6 separate regions of the Mus musculus genome follow, and all the other regions are linked to region 1. The links are chromatin contacts, called in public HiChIP or PLAC-seq, capture Hi-C and promoter capture Hi-C maps. All regions are on one chromosome and are shown on one strand. Each heading gives the region's core, a stretch centred on a gene start, on an enhancer-like site or on the middle of the called end of the contact. The rest is flanking DNA. Distances are from core to core; before and after follow the strand shown.

The links. Promoter capture Hi-C pulls out the DNA fragments that hold promoters and counts their contacts. HiChIP or PLAC-seq counts read pairs in DNA pulled down with a chosen protein or histone mark. Capture Hi-C pulls out chosen DNA fragments and counts their contacts.
Region 2: a contact with region 1 is called in a FOXA1 HiChIP or PLAC-seq map of pancreatic cancer cells. The contact joins the promoter of Ccz1 here to the promoter of D130017N08Rik in region 1. A contact is called at or near these places in 1 of 484 Hi-C or Micro-C datasets (granulosa cells), 1 of 115 datasets of contacts at active chromatin or transcription factors (pancreatic cancer cells) and 2 of 9 other capture datasets (adipose tissue and pancreatic islet).
Region 3: a contact with region 1 is called in a capture Hi-C map of embryonic stem cells, with 3 times the contacts expected there. The contact joins the promoter of Grid2ip here to the promoter of D130017N08Rik in region 1. A contact is called at or near these places in 1 of 484 Hi-C or Micro-C datasets (the G1E-ER4 cell line) and 1 of 9 other capture datasets (embryonic stem cells).
Region 4: a promoter capture Hi-C map of embryonic stem cells shows a contact between it and region 1, with 2.6 times the contacts expected there. The contact joins the promoter of Daglb here to the promoter of D130017N08Rik in region 1. A contact is called at or near these places in 4 of 39 promoter capture datasets (the 3T3-L1 cell line, cranial neural crest, embryonic stem cells and 1 more), 1 of 484 Hi-C or Micro-C datasets (embryonic stem cells), 1 of 115 datasets of contacts at active chromatin or transcription factors (fetal liver) and 1 of 9 other capture datasets (adipose tissue).
Region 5: an H3K4me3 HiChIP or PLAC-seq map of bone marrow-derived macrophages shows a contact between it and region 1, with 5 times the contacts expected there. The contact joins the promoter of Zdhhc4 here to the promoter of D130017N08Rik in region 1. A contact is called at or near these places in 2 of 39 promoter capture datasets (hematopoietic stem and progenitor cells and liver), 1 of 15 datasets of contacts at CTCF or cohesin (the NIH/3T3 cell line), 2 of 115 datasets of contacts at active chromatin or transcription factors (bone marrow-derived macrophages and memory CD8 T cells) and 3 of 9 other capture datasets (adipose tissue, liver and pancreatic islet).
Region 6: an H3K4me3 HiChIP or PLAC-seq map of stem cell-derived neural progenitor cells shows a contact between it and region 1, with 27 read pairs. The contact joins the promoter of Kdelr2 here to the promoter of D130017N08Rik in region 1. A contact is called at or near these places in 1 of 39 promoter capture datasets (liver), 2 of 115 datasets of contacts at active chromatin or transcription factors (neural tube and stem cell-derived neural progenitor cells) and 1 of 9 other capture datasets (liver).

What each region holds. Positions count from the first base shown.
Region 1 is chr5:143,756,870-143,759,886 of GRCm38.p6, reverse strand. It overlaps D130017N08Rik (RIKEN cDNA D130017N08 gene), which reads right to left and starts at 1,533. Exons shown (of 2, transcript NR_015486.2): 1 at 1,098-1,533. It also overlaps a transcript of Usp42 not described here.
Region 2 is chr5:144,013,480-144,016,480 of GRCm38.p6, reverse strand. Ccz1 (CCZ1 vacuolar protein trafficking and biogenesis associated) reads left to right here and starts at 1,628. Exons shown (of 15, transcript NM_177682.3): 1 at 1,628-1,782. The coding sequence starts at 1,669. Gm24311 (a small nuclear RNA gene) reads right to left here and starts at 2,483; the gene lies at 2,380-2,483. Gm33427 (a long non-coding RNA gene) reads right to left here and starts at 1,322. Exons shown (of 2, transcript XR_377194.2): 1 at 505-1,322.
Region 3 is chr5:143,356,011-143,358,710 of GRCm38.p6, reverse strand. It overlaps Grid2ip (glutamate receptor, ionotropic, delta 2 (Grid2) interacting protein 1), which reads right to left and starts at 1,381. Exons shown (of 22, transcript NM_001159321.2): 1 at 765-1,381. The coding sequence starts at 1,160.
Region 4 is chr5:143,463,170-143,465,925 of GRCm38.p6, reverse strand. Daglb (diacylglycerol lipase, beta) reads right to left here and starts at 1,433. Exons shown (of 15, transcript NM_144915.3): 1 at 1,150-1,433. The coding sequence starts at 1,244.
Region 5 is chr5:143,327,946-143,330,701 of GRCm38.p6, reverse strand. It overlaps Zdhhc4 (zinc finger, DHHC domain containing 4), which reads left to right and starts at 1,464. Exons shown (of 8, transcript NM_028379.5): 1 at 1,464-1,536; 2 at 2,132-2,311. 0610040B10Rik (RIKEN cDNA 0610040B10 gene) reads right to left here and starts at 1,394. Exons shown (of 2, transcript NR_027874.1): 1 at 1,349-1,394.
Region 6 is chr5:143,402,531-143,405,347 of GRCm38.p6, reverse strand. Kdelr2 (KDEL (Lys-Asp-Glu-Leu) endoplasmic reticulum protein retention receptor 2) reads right to left here and starts at 1,528. Exons shown (of 5, transcript NM_025841.4): 1 at 1,296-1,528. The coding sequence starts at 1,386. Gm20635 (a long non-coding RNA gene) reads left to right here and starts at 1,606. Exons shown (of 3, transcript XR_868670.2): 1 at 1,606-1,739.

The sequences.
Region 1 (3,017 bases), core at 284-2,783:
CAGGCATCAGGCTGGGGTGAGAACTGGCCAGGAAAACTTTTGTTTACTTGGTGCCAGGCAACACTTGTGATGTCATCGAGATTAGAACCCTCACTTGGTAGGTCCTCACCTACACAGTGACAGTTAGCGTGCAGACTCGGCTGACTCAGCAGGTGAGCACACCTACTTTTGCTCTCTCTCTCCTCCTCCTCTCGACTTGGTGTGATGCTGGGGGTCCGACCCAGGGCCTTGCCTGACCTAGACAAGCAAAGCACGACTGAGCGACACCCCAGCCACTTCTGCTGTGGTTCTTTTTAAAATATTTTTCCGCTTTTCAGTTTTCTGGCACAAGGTATCACTCTCTTGCCCAGGCTGGTCTAGAACACACAGTGTCATCTAGGCTAGCCTCTCAGTCAGCGATCCTTCTGCCTCAGTCTCCCAGGTGCTGGGATTACAGGAGCGTACCACATCTGGCTTGCCTTCTTCACTTCCTCCAAGGCGAATGGCTAAGGAATCCTCACTGAATTCCTTGGGTCAACTAAGACATCTTACATGGCGATTTCCACAATTAACCGCCAACATGAGAGGGTTGCTCCAATTTCAATCCTTTTGGCTTTGAGGCCTCAATGTCAGTACAAGAGGCAAAGGATATATTATTACATTGCTTTAAAAAACAAAAAACCTTTTCAAGAAAGTACACAAAGCTTCTGACAAAGCTTTAACAAACGCCTAGCCAGTAGCACAGTGCTGTAATTCCCAGCACTTATGCAGGATGAGAGGCAGGTAGGGGGTGCCAAGGCAAACCCCAGCTACAGCCCAAGTTTACAGACAGCTGAGCTAAAGCACACCCAGTCTGAAAAAAAACAAAGGCTGGACATGATGTCAGGCCCTGTAATTGCAGCATTGTAAGGCAGAGACAAGATTAGCACAAGTGTATGGGCTGTTCACAGCAAGACCTCATCTCAAAAATAAATGAGAAAAAAAGTTACCCTAATATTTTTAGTACCATTATAACAGTGGGTCCTAAAATAATGTCATTTTTGGCAGGGGTTGAGAAAACTATCTCCACGCACACGCACATGCACACACTGGTGAATAAGGATGAAGTTTTACTTAACCTGTGCCACGGCCCTTCATTTGGGAAGGAGATCTGGATGTTACCTAACTTGCAGGTTCCAAGTGAGATTAAATAGCTGGCGTATTTACAGCAGGCTCTCGGGAACTCATACCCCGTGTTGTGATCTTTGGTGAGCTCGGATCCTGTAGCCTTGGATCTTAGGAGATTTGTTTAAATTAACGCGCACCAATTCTTTTTTTCAGATCGATTTCAACTCGACTGCGAATCTGTGCGGTCGGGTCGGGTAGTCTTTTTTTTTTTACTTAGGTGAGCTGGAAACACATTCTCCAACACGCTTTGCATGGTCCTTAGCTAGAGCCTCAGCTGCTACCTAGATTCATATTTCCTGGTCCTTCAACATTAACAGGGGCTGGGTCCGAGGGTCCACAGTTTCTGAAGCATCACTGTATCTGAACTCCCAGAGGCCGGTGCTGTCCGTTAGTAACGCCCACTGCGCGCGGGATGCAGGGACAGCTCGCAGGCGCACTGCGCTGGCCGCGCTCGGCACCCGTAGGGTTAGGTTGGGGCGCAGTAACTGGAAGTGTCCCCTCCCCGGGAGGAAGTTACACATTGGCCTCTTGCGCCTGGTGGAGATAGAACTTCCGCCGGCTCCGCCCCCTTCCACTTCCGGTAGGGAAGAATGGGTTGGTCCCACATGGGCAAAAACTGGCTGGAAGACTTTAGTGGTGGCGTTTTGGGAGCGGCAGCCAAGGGTCGCATTCGACTGTGTGGCCCTCCTGCCGCCTTTACAAACTGTCTTTCAGAGAACCTAATCCCCTTTGACCATGACACCTAATTTCAGTCATTCTGCTGTGACCAAAAGTAAGCTCCGTGTCCACAATGGCCTCCTACCTTATACTCCCAAACACTATACATCCATGTAATATATATTTAAGAGCCACCCGGGTTTGGTTCTTTTGTCTTACTCAGACATCATGAGTAAGGAGTCTGGTGTGGTGGCCCATGTCATTAATCCCAGCACTTAGGAGTAGAAGCAAGTGTGTTAGGAGTTATATATCATCCTGAGGTGTATAGACCATTTGGTGAGAGCCTGGGCTACATTCAATGTATGTATAGAAAGAGGGAGGGAGGAAAGGAGAAGAGAGACCAAGGAGAGGGGAAATGCTGAGCAGTGAGGAGGCGCTGGTAGGCTATTGACTAGTTGACCTGGGCCTCCAAGTTCAAAACAGGAGCTAGGCTGGACTATTTAAGTCCTGAGAGTCACAGGCTTATGGTTTCAGGCCCTGACCCTAACCTGGAGTCTACTCTTCATATCACCACCTCAGGCCTGCCATACTTATTTCAAAAACCTAAATATAGCAAAAGATTTATGGGCCTAATGTAAAAAGATGGCAATGGCTTACTGCTTCTAAATTGTAGTCAAACCTAGTGAGGTATCAATATTTGTAATCTGGACATATGGGAAATAAAGACAGGGTGAGGAGGAGGTAATTACACAATTAGGTAAGGGCTACGTGAAGCCCTGTCTGAGAAAGCTGAGACAAACGGCTTTGGGTCGAAAAGGGTATGTGTAGCGAGAGTATTACAGCCATCATGACATTGTCCATAATGCAAATGAAGGATCGAGTTTGTACCAAAGGCCTTCAGGGAGAGTTGGGCAGGGGTAGCATCCTCCCCTGGCCCCTGTGAAATGGCTTCAGGGGCCTGTAGAGTTTCCTTTATTCTGTCTTGTTTAGGAATGCTGCTTTCTAAGGCCGGTGGTCTAGACCGGCTGTAACCATGGCAGGTCTTCAGCCATGCTTGCAGTGCAGCTGCTGTGGGGTCCTCACCATGACTGCAGTGTGGACGGCATGCGAGCTGCCCTGAGAGATGCACCACCTCAGCAATGAGGGTGCGCTTGACTGGCAGCTCCCACTCAACAGAAATGCCTTCCTCTGTTGGCGCTTTTGAAAAGGGTGTC
Region 2 (3,001 bases), core at 379-2,878, 260 kb before region 1:
AGTAGTTTGGGATTAAATGGACTTGACACTAAAGCCAGCTTTGTGGGTGGCTTAATGGTTGAGTCTGGTGGTGCACATTGGAAATCCCAGAATTTGGAAGTCAAAACATCAGGATCAGGAATTCAAGGCCATTCCTGACTACATATCGATCCTGAAGCCAGGCTATGTGAGACCCTGATTTATTTGCTTATAGGAACAACAAAACTGTTTTTGAGACAGGGACTCATTCTGTAGCTCAGACTATCTTATAGCTGGTAATGCACCTGTTTCAACACCCTGAGCGCCTGTGCCCCCATGCCTAGAGAACCTATAGATTTTCAAAATAGTTCTTTCTGTATCAAAATGAAAATGAAGCACGTATGGGAAACACTTGTCGATTTGCATGCTTACATAGTTCTGTGTAGCAACTACAGTTTAGTGTTGCGTAAACGACTGCTCACGAATCCAATTTCAAGCAAAAACCTACCCCGTATCTCTTCTGTAACGGCTAGGGTATAGGATTACCTCACAAACACTTTAGAAGACAGATGAAATCTGAATCGACAGGATATTTTCCACTAGGCCTGTTGATTTATTCACTGAGAAGACTATAGATTTACAGGTTTTCACTTGTTCCAAGAAAATCAGCTTTGTTGGTGATAGGGTAGATTAAAAAAAAAAGGATTGATTTATTTTATACGTATATGTGTGCTTGCATGAATTTATGTGTGCCACATTTGAGCAAGTGCCCACAGAGGCCAAAAGAGGCATCAGATGCCCTGCAGCTGGAGTTATTGGCCATTATGAGCTGGAACTAAATCCAGGTCCTTAGTGAAAGCAGCCAGTGCTCTTAATTGTAGAACCATCTCTCCAGTTCTGTGGCAAGGTAAATTTGGACATTTTTGCTTTTGCTTATAGTCCATTGCTTATAATTGATGTAAGTAAAAGTGCTATATATTCGAGGTTGACCTTGACTTATGATCCTCCTGCCTCCACCACACCAGGGCGTGCCAGCCACACCCAGTTTATGTGGTGCTGAAGGGGAGAAGCAATTTCAACAAGTTGTCCTCTGACCTTCATACACGTGCCAGGACATCCCCCTCCCTGGAGGACAAATAAATAAATGTAAAACAACAACAACAACAACAACAACAACAACAACAACAAAACCAAAAACCAACCAACAACAGATGTAAACTGGCTACCTTCAAGAAAAATGTGTTCCCCTAAACGTTTTTTCACACTTAAAAAATACCGTATCCATGACGCCTTTAATGCCAGCACCCAGGAGGCTGAGGCATGAGGATCTCTGTGAGTTAGAGGCCAACCTGGTGTACATAGTGAACCCCTATCCAAACAAACAAACAAACAAACAAACAAAAGAAAAGAAACAACACCCCCCCCACCCCAATCCATTGTTACATTTCTCTTGAAATTCGTGGTCTTCGCCTTTAGCCATGACAGCCAGCTGAGAGCTGATATAATTGAAAACACTCCAGCCCAATAAACACGAGGGAACTGGTTCCACACGGACCTATCAGAGAGGGACTGGGCACTGCAGGTTTTTCTTCTGGGTCAGTTTCGAGCTCTTCCGGGCCGCCGGCTAGCGAGGCGGAAGTGCGGTGTTCCCTAAGGCTGCTGCCTCGGAGCGGGCGGAGGGGAGCCTCCCGAAACGGGGGCCGGGCCGGGATGGCGGCAGCCGCGGCCGGGCCGGGTGCTTGGGCGGCCCAGGAGAAGCAGTTCCCGCCAGCGCTGCTGAGCTTCTTCATCTACAACCCCCGTTTCGGGCCGCGCGAGGGAGAGGTAAGCCGAAGGGGCCGCGAGCCTGCTCCGTGCCCGGCCCCTGATGCCGCAGCCCGTCCTGGCAACGGAGGTCCCAGGTTAATCCCTCCGCCCGGCTTGAAAGTCTTTCCCATCGCGTCAGGTCTGGGCAATTAAGATCGAACTTGACTCCTCTCTTGGAATCTTCGATTGCAAAGGTGGAGCCAGATTGGTAGGACAGAGCTCCCAAAAGAGGGAAAATGAAACAAAACTAAAAACTTGGAGGCGCTTCACAAAGTTAATTTTTTCTTTTTTCTTGTTTTCCCCAAAATTGATGTTTTGTTTTCTGGAAATGTTACTGTTACTTTATTTTTCCTTCCGGCTAACTAAAATCTCATTGTGTTTTAACACATTTCTATCCACTAAACTGTTTGGTTGATATCTATGCTGGTTCCAGCTTGTGGCTAATGTCATTAATGTAGCAATAAAGATTTATGTGCAAGCATTTCTGTGATGGTAGGAGTTAAGAGTGCTTTAGGTGTATATTCAGGTATCATAGTCGAACTCTAGTAGAATCATTCTATCTAGGGTAAACATTAGAATGAAATAGTTTTTCACTGTGTCTAGGATAAACGTTGGAAAAAAATGGAACGCTTCACGAATTTGAGTGTCATCCTTGCACAGGGGCCATGCTAATCTCTGTATCATTCCAATTTTAGTATATGTGCTGCCGAAGGGAGCACCCAAAATCGAAGTTATAAGCGTTTTTTTTTACTCCGAGTTGACAGTGGCAACTTCCTCAAAACATGCCTAGAACTGTGTTTTGTTGCAAGCAGATCAAAGCCCTATTTAGGGGCTGGTGAGATGGCTCAGTGGGTAAGAGCACCCGACTGCTCTTCTGAAGGTCCGAAGTTCAAATCCCAGCAACCACATGGTGGCTCACAACCACCCGTAATGAGATCTGATGCCCTCTTCTGGTGTGTCTGAAGACAGCTACAGTGTACTTACATATAATAAATAAATAAATAAATAAATAAATAAATAAGTACTTACATATAATAAATAAATAAATAAATAAATAAATAAATCTTAAAAAAAAAAAGCCCTATTTAGAGGCTGTCAGCCCAAGTGCTCCCGAACCAACTTGGTGCAATTGTGGATCCTGTATTCTTGTACACGCGCACACCTGCATCTTCCTTGTGAGGGTTTCTGACACATGGGAAGAAATCTGAGACTTTCATCTTGTCCTACTGATGAGATG
Region 3 (2,700 bases), core at 132-2,631, 400 kb after region 1:
TTTTTTAGTTTTGCTTCTGAGACCCCCCCAAATCCTAATGGTCACCCCCCCACACACACACACCTACTCAGGGCCAGAATTGAGGAGTTTCCCTTCTGTGGAGAACAAGTTTAGGAGTTCAAATATCTTTGTCAAGAAGTAGAAGCCAGTCAGGTGTGGTGGCGCACGCCTTTAATCCCAGCACTCGGGAGGCAGAGGCAGGCGGATTTCTGAGTTCGAGGCCAGCCTGGTCTACAAAGTGCGTTCCAGGACAGCCAGGGCTACACAGAGAAACCCTGTTTATGGTTGAACCTGTTTATATCTATCTATGGACCTGTCTATCATCTGACTATCTGCCTGCTATCTACCTACTTACCTGTCTAGCTATCATCTCTCAAACATCTATTAATTTATATATCATCTGTTTACCATCAATCAGTGAATCCATCACCTATGAATCATCTGTTTTGGAGGCAGGATCTCACTATGTAGCCCATGCTGGCTAGAAACTTGCTTTGTAAATCTTCCTTAAGAATTTTGCTTACCGAGCACTCAGGGGTGCCGGTGGGGGTGGGGGTACAGTGGCAGGCAGATCTCTGAGTTTGAGGTCAGCCTGGTCTACAGAGTGAGTTCCAGGACAGCCAGGGCTACACAGAGAAACCCTGTCTCGAAAAACCAAAACCAACCAACCAAACAGCAAAACAATCAGACAAACAAACAACGAAAACTTTTCTCAGCGGCGGCACAGGGTTGTGCCCAGCCCCTTCCTCCCCTGGGCGCCTTACCTGGCAGCTGAACTCCTGGGCCTTGCGCCTGCGCTCTCTGTGCACAGCATCTGGTCTGGGACCACCAGCCAAACGCAGCAGTTCGCGGCTCAGCGGGAGGCTGCGGCCAAATCGCCGGGTTAGCCAGGCTGCTGTCAAGGCTGTGGGGCCACCCTCGGGGCCTGGGAGCACACCGAGGCTGGGTGGCACTCGAGGGCAGCGCCGTGCCAAGCGCACGATGCGCTCTCGGCTCAGGCCACCCACAGCCAGCCCCTCCACTTCCAGGATCTGATCCCCCGGCCGCAACCCCCCAGCGTGCGCGCTGCTTCCTTCAGCCACCTCTATCACGAAGCAGGGGCCAGAGCCGCCCAGCTGGAAGCCGAAGTCCTCGGGCCAGCCTTGATTGGTGGCTGGCATTGCTGCCGTGGCGGTTCTGCTGGAGAGAGAAGAGAGGGACAGAAGCTGGTACGGCTCTGTCTGTGGAGGCCTTCCTAGGCCTGAGTCCCTCTGCAGGTTTGCTGGACACAGACAGGTGTCATATCCCACTGAAGCATCATATGGTGGAGACACACGTGAGGCTTTTAGGAAGAGGGCAGAGGTCAGCTGGGATACTACCTCAGTGGTTCAGGGTCTATACTAAGACGGGGGGTGGGGGGGGGGGTTGGGGGGGAGGAGGGTGGGCGTAGTCTCGGATGACACCACCAATCCGGACTGTATAAAGAAAAATTCTCCCCTTTTGTTATGAAAAACTCAAATGGTATTCATTTGAAGTCTTAATTTGGGTTTCTTGTTTTGTTTTGTTTTGTTTTGGGGTGCGGCTTGCTGAAAGCAGGGTCTACCTCTGAGCCAACGTCCCATCTCCTCGTTGGGGGATGGTAAGCATGAGATCTGCCTCTTGAGTTTTATCTCCAGCCCTCTTTCTTTCTGTTTCAAGGCAGAGGCTCATTAAGTTGCCCAGGCTGACCTAGAACTAACTCAATAATCTAGGCGAGCCGTGGACTTGTGATTCTCCTGCTTCTCAAGTAGCTACAATTACCCGCCTGCACCGCCAGGCCGGGTTCCCTTTGTGCTCTTTGGTGAATGAGGTCACACCTCGGGCCAGAGCCTGCTTTATCATCTGGTTTCTATGAAACATCGGTTTTCCAAGGTTCCCTCTTCTTAACTCTTTTCCATCTGCTCAAATCTCTCTCAATTCCAAATGAACCATATGCTTTAGAAACCTTAGCGCTGGAGGTGGGAGGGGCGGCCCCAACAGAAGGGGCGGTCCCAGTGACCAACCACAGGAGGCTTTGTGAATCTTCCCAGGGCCAGGCTAGGCTGATGGGGCCACTTCTCATCCTAGCTACTAGTCAGGCTGAAGCAACAGGATCTCCAGTTCAAAGCCAGCCTTGGTAACTTAGAGTATGCCTCAAAATAAAAATATTCTCACTCGTGGCAAACATACACAAAACATACATAAAAAATAAAAATTAAAAAAATACATAAAATGTTTAAATTTTAAATGTCTTGCTAAGTCTCCCAGGCTGGTTTTTTGTTTGTTTGTTTTGTGATTTGTTTGTTTGCTTACTTTGAGAAATGGTCTTGGTTCTCTTCTGTATATAAAGCAACCTGGCCTTGAACTCGCAGCAATCTTCCTGCCTCTGCCTCTAGAGCGCTGAGCTTACAGGTGTCAGGCACTACAACAGGCTCTGCCAGGCTGCTCCTGAACTAACTGTGTAGCCCCGCAGGCCTCAAGCTTTTGTTCCTTCCGTGGCCACTGACTTGAGGGTTTCCCTTTGAACCAAATCCCTTCTGCTAGTGGGGGATGGTGTGACTGATGGGCTGCGGTGGGAGGTGGGGGTAGGGGAGGGGGAGGGGGAGGGATTCTGGCTCTAGCTGGGCTCAGGGGAGGAGACCTGATAGAGTAGTCACTGTCAGGGACTCACTCTTCAGGGAAGCAGCCCTCCCAAGGAGATCC
Region 4 (2,756 bases), core at 184-2,683, 290 kb after region 1:
ACCATGTGGGTCCCGGAGATAACAATTTAGGTCATCAGGCTTGGCGGCAAGCACCTTTACCCATCTGAGCTCCCCTGCTGCCCAAGATGGTCCAATTAAAGATTGACATTCCAAAGCCCTAAGAGGTGTCATCTGAGGTGGGGAGGATTTAACTCAAAGCCTAGCATACGTGAAGCCCGGGCTCAAGCACTAGAGGGGAAAAAATAAAGGTAAGATTGGTCTAGATAACTTTTCTGTCCCCGTACCACCCCTCCCCCCGCACCTCTTTTTTTTTTTTTTTTTTGAGGGAGGGTCTTGTGCAACTCCCCTATGACTCACTGTATATCCAAGGATGACTGTGAACCGCAGATGCTCTCCGCAGATGCTCTTACACCACCCCCTAGTCCTGGGATTTACAGGTGAGAGCCGCCACTATCAGTTCTGTGTGGTGCTGGGGATCCCGTGCACACAAGGGCCTCCTTCATGTTAGGTGAGTACTCTACCAAAAGGAACTGTTACACCTTCAGCCCCTAGATAACTTTTTCTGTCCAAACACCAGAGCTCCGTGTCAGGAGTTTCAGACTAAAAACGATCTGAGAAAAACCCGGCCTGTCTAGAAAGGGCTTTGCTGCTCCTATTCCTTTACCTCTTGAGAATGCTTTTTTTCTAAGAACGTTATTCCTCGTCGGCAGGCGTGCCAGGGGCTGACTTCACCCACCGGTGCCGTTTCCCACTGAGCCTAGCTGCATTTTGCAAAACCGGCCTATTATCCTGGTTTCTATGAATTGCTCCGAAATTGCTATTTCCCAGATTATTGTTTTGCATTGACAGGGACTTTGATACCCTCCCAGCAAGAAAAAGGACAGGTGTGATCCAAAGTTCCGGAGCCGCGGGCTTCAGGAAGGAGAGACCTGGGGGCTATGGTTTTTAGATGCTCACATTTCCCTCACGCTCTCGAGGCTAGGGCTCGGCGCTGCACCCTAGGGCTCGGCTCCTACCCTGCAGAGCTGAAGGTCCCGGACCCTGTCAAATACACAGAGCGACTGCCTCTATATCCTAGGTGCAGACAGATTGTGCTCCGGGGGCGCGGTTGCCCCTTAAGCACCAAGAAGGCACGACTTTTGTCGCCTTAACCAGCGCGCCTCCCACCCTCACGGCGGCCTCACTTACCACAGCACACGCAGGAACAGCTCAAAAGACCCGGGGAACACCAAGTCGTCGCTGGCTAGAGACCAGCGCCGGCCGAACAGCACCATCCCCGGCATGGCGCACCTCCCACCGCGCCGCCTAAGCCGCGCGCACCCTTCTGACTCCGCGCGTGTCTGGAGGGGGTCCCCAGCAGCGCCAAGGCGCAAGCCTACGTAAAGACCCGCGCATGCGCCTCCGGCCCGAGTCCGGAGCGCGCCCACAAGAGACGCGCACTTTGCTGTCTTTGCCTCCTTCCCAGGTCCCCTGACCCGGAAGTCAGCTGCTGGCTGTTAAGTGCCGGTCGGTGGCGTATGAAGTCCATTCCGGTGTGGTCATTTCTGTTTAATAGACTGAGGATTTAAAAAGATCTGGAGAGAATGCTCTCCCTAGAGAGCCGCGCCTATGAATAGTGAAGCTAGGACGTAGGTCTGGGTCTCTGAATCTTTCTAGCTTGGGATGACTTTACTGTACGCCTTTTAGCACCTCCATTCCTCTTCTCTCTCTCTCCACACACACCGTGCTTTATCCATCTTCATCCCTTCCCCTGCCTGGTCTCACTAATGCTAGTTCCCATTCTTCCCCACGGTCCCCCTGGTGACCGAGGAGAACCATCAGACCTGGTCTAAATTATGTCTAAGACTTGCAAGTCTGTGCTTCGGCGTAAAGTGCATGTTAATCCTTTCCAGAGACTTTTCTAGCGGAGTCTTACATCAAAAGCCTCTAATTAGTGTCTGTGTTCCCTCATCATCTACCTGCTGTACTCCCACACACATTTTAGCTCCCCAGATTTTTAGTGTCGGTGGTGTGCATGTGTGTGTGCGCGTGTTTTTGCATGTGTGGTGGGGCGCACGTATGTAGGTGCCTGTATACATGTGCTCATGCATGTGGGGGTCTGAGGATGTTATCAAGAACTGTACCCAGCTCTTCCACCTTGCTGAGGCAGGTTCTCTCAATCAAACACAAAGCTCGGTGAGCCGGCTGGTCCTGCGAGCCAGCTTGCTGCGGAGATCTTCTGATTTCCCCCGTACCAGGCTGTAATAACAGGTGTGCTACCACACCCATCCTGCACTTTCCTGAGTTTCTGGGAATCTGAACTTTAGTCCTCACACTAGTATAGCAAGTGCTTTAACTCCTGAGCCGTCTCCTTAGCCCTTTTCCTAACTCTGGTTTCTTTATGGTGCTTAATCACTCCCTGGCCCAAGTCTGCCTGCTGCCAGACAAGCTGATCAACAGAGATGGTGTCAGGCAAGGGGTTTAGTTTTAAGATCTGGACTTATAATTAGCTGAGAAGATGCGGGATTTGTGAAAATGTCCATCCTGAGGATGGGGATGTAACTAAGTTGGCAGAGTACTGTGCCTGGCATGCACAAAGCCTTGGTTTCCAATCCTAGCTACTGTGTAAACCAGAAGTGGTGGGACAGGTGTTGGGAGGTGGAGACAAAAGGGTTAGAAATTGAGGGTTGTTGAGATTTGGTGTTGTCATGCTAAATTCTACACCCACAGGTCTAGGTCTTCTACTTACAAATTTTTGTTGTGCAAACCTTGTTCCTTGATTTAAAACTACTGATTAAATAAAATTGGCTACAGTC
Region 5 (2,756 bases), core at 215-2,714, 430 kb after region 1:
AAAAGGAAAAAGAAATGAGAAGCTGGGGTAGGAAGCAAAGCAAACAGGAGAGGGGAGCTTTGAGGCTAATGCTTAGAGATCAGACATTTTTTTCCTCAAAGGGAACCTGTTTTTCAGAGGCGTCAAGAATAGTTCTCGGAGGACCTGGGGGGCACTCAGACAAAGCAGCACCCCCATCCCCTCCAGGAACCTTCTCAGTGCTATGTTTAGCAGCAGCTCCTCTCAAGCCAAGCCTGCCCATTATCAAAACAGCCTTTTTATCCTCAGGGATAAAACACTAGTCACTGCTCCCCACAGGGAGGACGTTAAAGCTGTGCACAGAGATGGCAGGAGTAGGGGCATGCGGTCAGCAGAACCTGACTCACAGGGGGACATACTGTGACCCCTGCAGTGGAACATGCTGGGACTGTTGGGACAGGGCCCAGTGGTGTGTCTGCCAGGAAGACACAGGTGTCCCTGTCTAGGTACCTGCTGGGTGGTCAAGGGTTACTGCTGAGTTCCCGCCAGGACATGCAAAGGCTCGGCACAGTCCAGCAGTTCTCCTGCACCGACCCAAGACAGCCTTCATATTCTGTCAAAAGTGCTCGAAAATTCCAGTTCCTGTGTTAGGTGTGCCTGCCATCCCAACCAAAGTTAGGCTGAGACAGGAGGTTCAAAAGCCCAAGGCCAGCCTGGTATAATTTGGTGGGACTTTAATTTTGTTTGCTCATTTGTTTTGTTTTGTTTTAGAAAAGGTCTAGCTATGTAGCCCTGCCTGTCCCGGAACTCATGTAAACAAGGCTGACCTCTGACTCAGAGAGACCTGCCTCTGTTTCCTTAGGGCGGTGAATAAAGTCATGGGCCACTATGCCTAGCTGAGATCATATTTTGGAAAGAAATTCTTAAAAAGAAAATAGCTAGGGCTGGAGAGATGGCTCAGCGGTTAAGAGCACTGACTGCTCTTCCAGAGGTCCTGAGTTCAAATCCCCCCAACCATATGGTGGCTCACAACCATCTGTAATGGGATTTGATGCCCTCTTCTGGTGTGTCTGGAGACAGCGACATTGGACTCACATAAAATAAATAAAACAAATCTTTTTTTTTTTTTAAAGAAGAAAAAGAAAATAGCTTTTTAAATCTACGCACATACAAGAAATCAGAATTACACTCAGCGGATCACAACAAGCAAACACACCCACAAGAATCAAATCAAGGCCACGAAAATGGGACGGGGTTGGGAGAACGAAGGACTCGTACATAGGCAGTAAATTGTCAAGTAATAATAAAAGTGCGAAGGAAGAGAGAGCAGAGGACGAGGGAGGGAGAAAGACAAACGTTAAGAGAAAAAGAAAAGAGAAAGAAAACCTACGACGGTACGAAAACACAATCGGCTCGCAGAACCAGAGGCCAAAGACAATAATTTCCGGCCTCCCGCTACTTTTTCCGTCGGAAGTCGCCTCCGTCGCGGGCACTGATGACGCCATGGACGCGCCGGAAGTCTTGGGGAGCGCTCCGCTGGGGTCCGCCGGCAGCGGCGGACGGTTGGCCCGGTTTGGGGTAAGGCGGCTCCGGAAGGCTCTGTGACACCCCGGCTGGGCGGCGGCCGTCGGGACCCCGTGTTTGAGTGAGAGCACAGTCCTCTCCGAGCCCCCTGCATCCCGCTCGCTGTGTCCCCTCCTCTTCCAGTCGTTGTCCGGGCTCCGGACGTAGTTGCCGTCTCCCAGCCTGCTTCCGAGCCTCCCTTGTCTCCTCTGAGCCTGATGCGTCCGGGATCTGGTTGTGGGATGGGCTCCATTCACCACTGCCCTTCCCTGGTTCCCCGCAGCTGCAGATTCTGTGACCTCAAGCATGCAAGGGCCTTGAATAATGTACCCGGAAAGTGTCCAGCAAAGGGAAACGACTGGGGCCCTACCCCATGTGGACAACCTCACCATGCGTCTGGACCCCGGTGTGGGCGCCTCAGTGATAGGCGTAGTGACAGTGACAGTGACAGCTAGAGGGATGATAGACCCCCAAACTAGTGGACTTTGAAGTTTTCTTCCCAGGTCAGCAGCGGTACAGCATCCTCTACTTCTGAATGCCTTTCACAGTGCACTCTGCCATGGAGACTTATTCAGCAGTATGTAAGTGTTGCGTTTGATTGTCTCCGCAGCCGGTTCCAGCCTCCTGGAACAACCATGTCGCCAGTTTTGCGCGTGCCAAATTCACGGCGCTGCCCAAGCGGAGCTGCTATCTGAATTCTCCTTGGATGTGGCAAAGGGAAATGAACGCAAAAGGTGCCGCTGGAAGTGTCCGACCTAGAGAAATATGTAGACCGGAGCCCTGTTACCTTGTGAGAATGGCATTTTTTTGTTTGTTTCCTTTTTGTTAATAGTTTCTGTTTTGATTCTCTGCGTTGGAATTTTGGTCCAGAATCCTGCCTCGTAAAGCCAATGTCAGTGTTCCCAGTTTCTTAACACGGGCTTTTTATATTTCATCATTCTGGTCTGGAGGGTGATGGGTGACATCATGACCACTGACCTGTTAAATATGCCCAAGTTTGGGTGTGGGACCCTGACTACCTCTAGGAGTTGCTCATTCTGATGAGGTCGGCGCAGGTTCTTTTGCAGGACTTTATCAGTATCCATGTGAATATTTAAAGATGTAAAAGGGTGTATTGCTGGGTGTGGTGGTGCACTTCTGGAATCCCAACCCTTTGAAAGCTGAGACAGGAGAATTCTGAGTTCCAAACTAGCCTGGCCTGCATAGTCAGATCCTGTCTCAAAAAACAAGGGGTT
Region 6 (2,817 bases), core at 279-2,778, 350 kb after region 1:
GGGAGAGATGAGACCTTCAGAGAGCAGAGTCAAAGGGGCGGTGCTACTTTAGATGAGGTGTTATTAATAAACCAGATAGGTGGCGTCTCCATCACCCAGGGCCTTTAGGACTTCTATTTTCTGCTGTCTCTGAAAAAAATTAAATTTGAGTTTACAAAGTTATTTCATTTGGGGACATAGCATTAAGGACAGTATTTTAAGAATATATTTATTTAATCAATCAATTAATTAATGGGTTTTTGGGGAGCAGGGGGTGTTTTTGGAGACAGGACCAGCATGTAGTCCATTCTCATTTTGAATTCCTGAACCTCAGGTTACCACCTCTCGAGTGCTGGGATTACAGGCAAGCACCATCACACTCACCAAGAACTTATCTAAAACTTGTAAGATTCCTAATATTTAACGAAAGGCAGAAGTCCACAGCTATTATGTGAGGAAAGTTCACTCTACTGCCTCTCTGCAATGTAGTTTGAGGGAGGTACAGCGCCAACTCAATGGTGACGTGGAGCAAGGATACTAGCCGAGAACAGAGGCCTCTGTGGTACCCAGCGCTGGCAGTTTAAGAGAACCAGTTATTAGACGGCCACACTCAAGGATGAAAAACTAGCTTGCTTCTCAGAGTAACATGAAAACTATGCCAAGCAACTCACTTAAAAGATCCACATCTCTTTTTATGACGCATGAGATCCCGAACCCCAAGGCTTGAGTTGTAGCCTCATCAACTGTAAGCACAGGCCAGACCTGACACCATCCTGCCCCCACATCCCATCCTCTGCTTGTCCTTGAAGATAACAGAATGAATAGCAGGATGCCCCTCTTCCTCCAGCCAGCCCCACCTTCGCGGGTGGCCTGGCTGCCACGTCAGGCCCAGCTAGTCTGTGGTCCTATCCATCCTCCTCGAGCAAGTCTCCCATTGATTCCTGGGGACTCAGAGGCGCCCCCCAAAAGTCCCATGGAGAGGGACACGCCCACTAGAGCCCCACAGATCCCGTGCTAAACTTTTCAGATGCAGCAGGACGCGGGGGCAGTTACGCCAGCGCTCGCTGAGCCAGGACGGATCAAGTTCGCGAGCGGACCAAGCGCAGAACTGGGGGGCCCAGAGCTGCGACGGACACCCCAGCCCGTGTGCACACTCGGAGGGGTTTCGTTGCCCGCCGAGCAGGCCGAGATGGGTGTGTCTGGCCATCGCAAGCCCGGCACAAAGCCTCCGGAACGACCGAGAGCCGAATGGGTCGGTCGAATGGGCCAAACGCGCGCGCTCCTGCCCCGCGCGCCTCGCCCCGGCGGCCGCTCACCAGCACAGGAGCGCGTCTTCCAGATCTTCAGCAGTAGGATGACGATGGCCGCCAGGTGGGACAGGTCCCCAGTCAGCCGGAAGATGTTCATGGCGGCGGCGGTCGGCGCGGCACAGCGGCACCGGAGCTAGGCAGCGACTCGGGACGCGGCGACAGCAGCCCCGGAGAGAGGAAGCGGCGAAAGATGGCGGGAGCGGGCGCGACGTGGCCAGGGACGTGGCCGAACTGCCGTCGCGCGCGCGGGGCAGCCTGGGAGAGCGGGCGACCGCTGGGGCCACGCCCCCGCCACGCCCCTTAAAGGCCCAGCGTCGGTGAGCAGCCGGACTTTACATCCCGCGTGGACGGTCAACTGAGGACCCAGAGTCCTCCGCAATTTCCGTCTCCAGGGTTTCCGCCTAGGTGCCAGCGATTTCCTTCTCTAAGTTTTTGAAATGCCACTCAGTTGTGAGTATTGTCTTGTTTTTTTTTCCATTCCCTACTAAGATAGCAGAAATACCTATCTCAGAGGCATTGCGAGGGTAGAAAGCAAGATTAAAATTTCTGTGATTAAGAACTCCAGCTTCTCTTGTATAGGACCGAAGTTCGATGCCCAGCTCCTAACCTCGGGGAGCTTACATCACCTTTAACACCAACTCCAGGGAATTCATTGCTTCTGGCCTTTGAGAGCACCTGCACGCCCATGCACACACCCACACACAAACTAACACACACATTTTAAATAATAATAAAAATAAGTCATAAGAAATCTGTCAAAATCTATTAATTTTTATTTAAAATTACATTAAAATTTTGTATTAGGGATGGAGAGCTGGCCCAGTGGATAAGAGCAATTGCTGTTCTTCTAATAGACCTGATTTCGAGTCCCAGCACCCACAACTGCAGACTCACAACAGCCTGGAACTCCAGTTCTATCTGACACCTCTCACCTCTGAGGGTGCCTTCATGTGTGTGCGCGCGCACACACACACACACACACACACACACCCCTGAAACAATAAAAATAAAAATAAAAATTTATTTGTGGACTGTGTGGGCACATCCAGTCAGGCCCAGTTCTCTCCTTCCATCTTGTTGGTTCCTGGGACTAGGCTCAAATCTCCAGGCTTGGTGACAAGCCCCTTTAGCCGCTGAGCAACCCCACCACTTCTTTTTCTTTCCTCTCCCTCCTCTTCCTCTTCTTTCTTTTTGCTTTTATATGTCTGTTCACACGTGTGTGTGCACATGTGTAGGCTGTGAGGCCAGCTATTTCTAGGACCTTCTAGATCCTGTTACACCTTATATATTGAAGCAAGGCATCACACTTGAACCCAGAGCTTGCTGATTTGGCTAGTCTAGCAGGCCAGCTTGCCGAAGGGATCCCCTGTCTCTATCTCCCAGGCTTCAACACAGCCTAGCATTTATGTGGGTGCTGGAGATCTGGGCTGTGTTTCTCGCAGACATGTGTCAGCAATCTTTCTGGATTTACAGTGTTTCTTGTTTGCCATTTAAGAAGAAACTTGGAGGCTTAAATGATGGAGCAGGG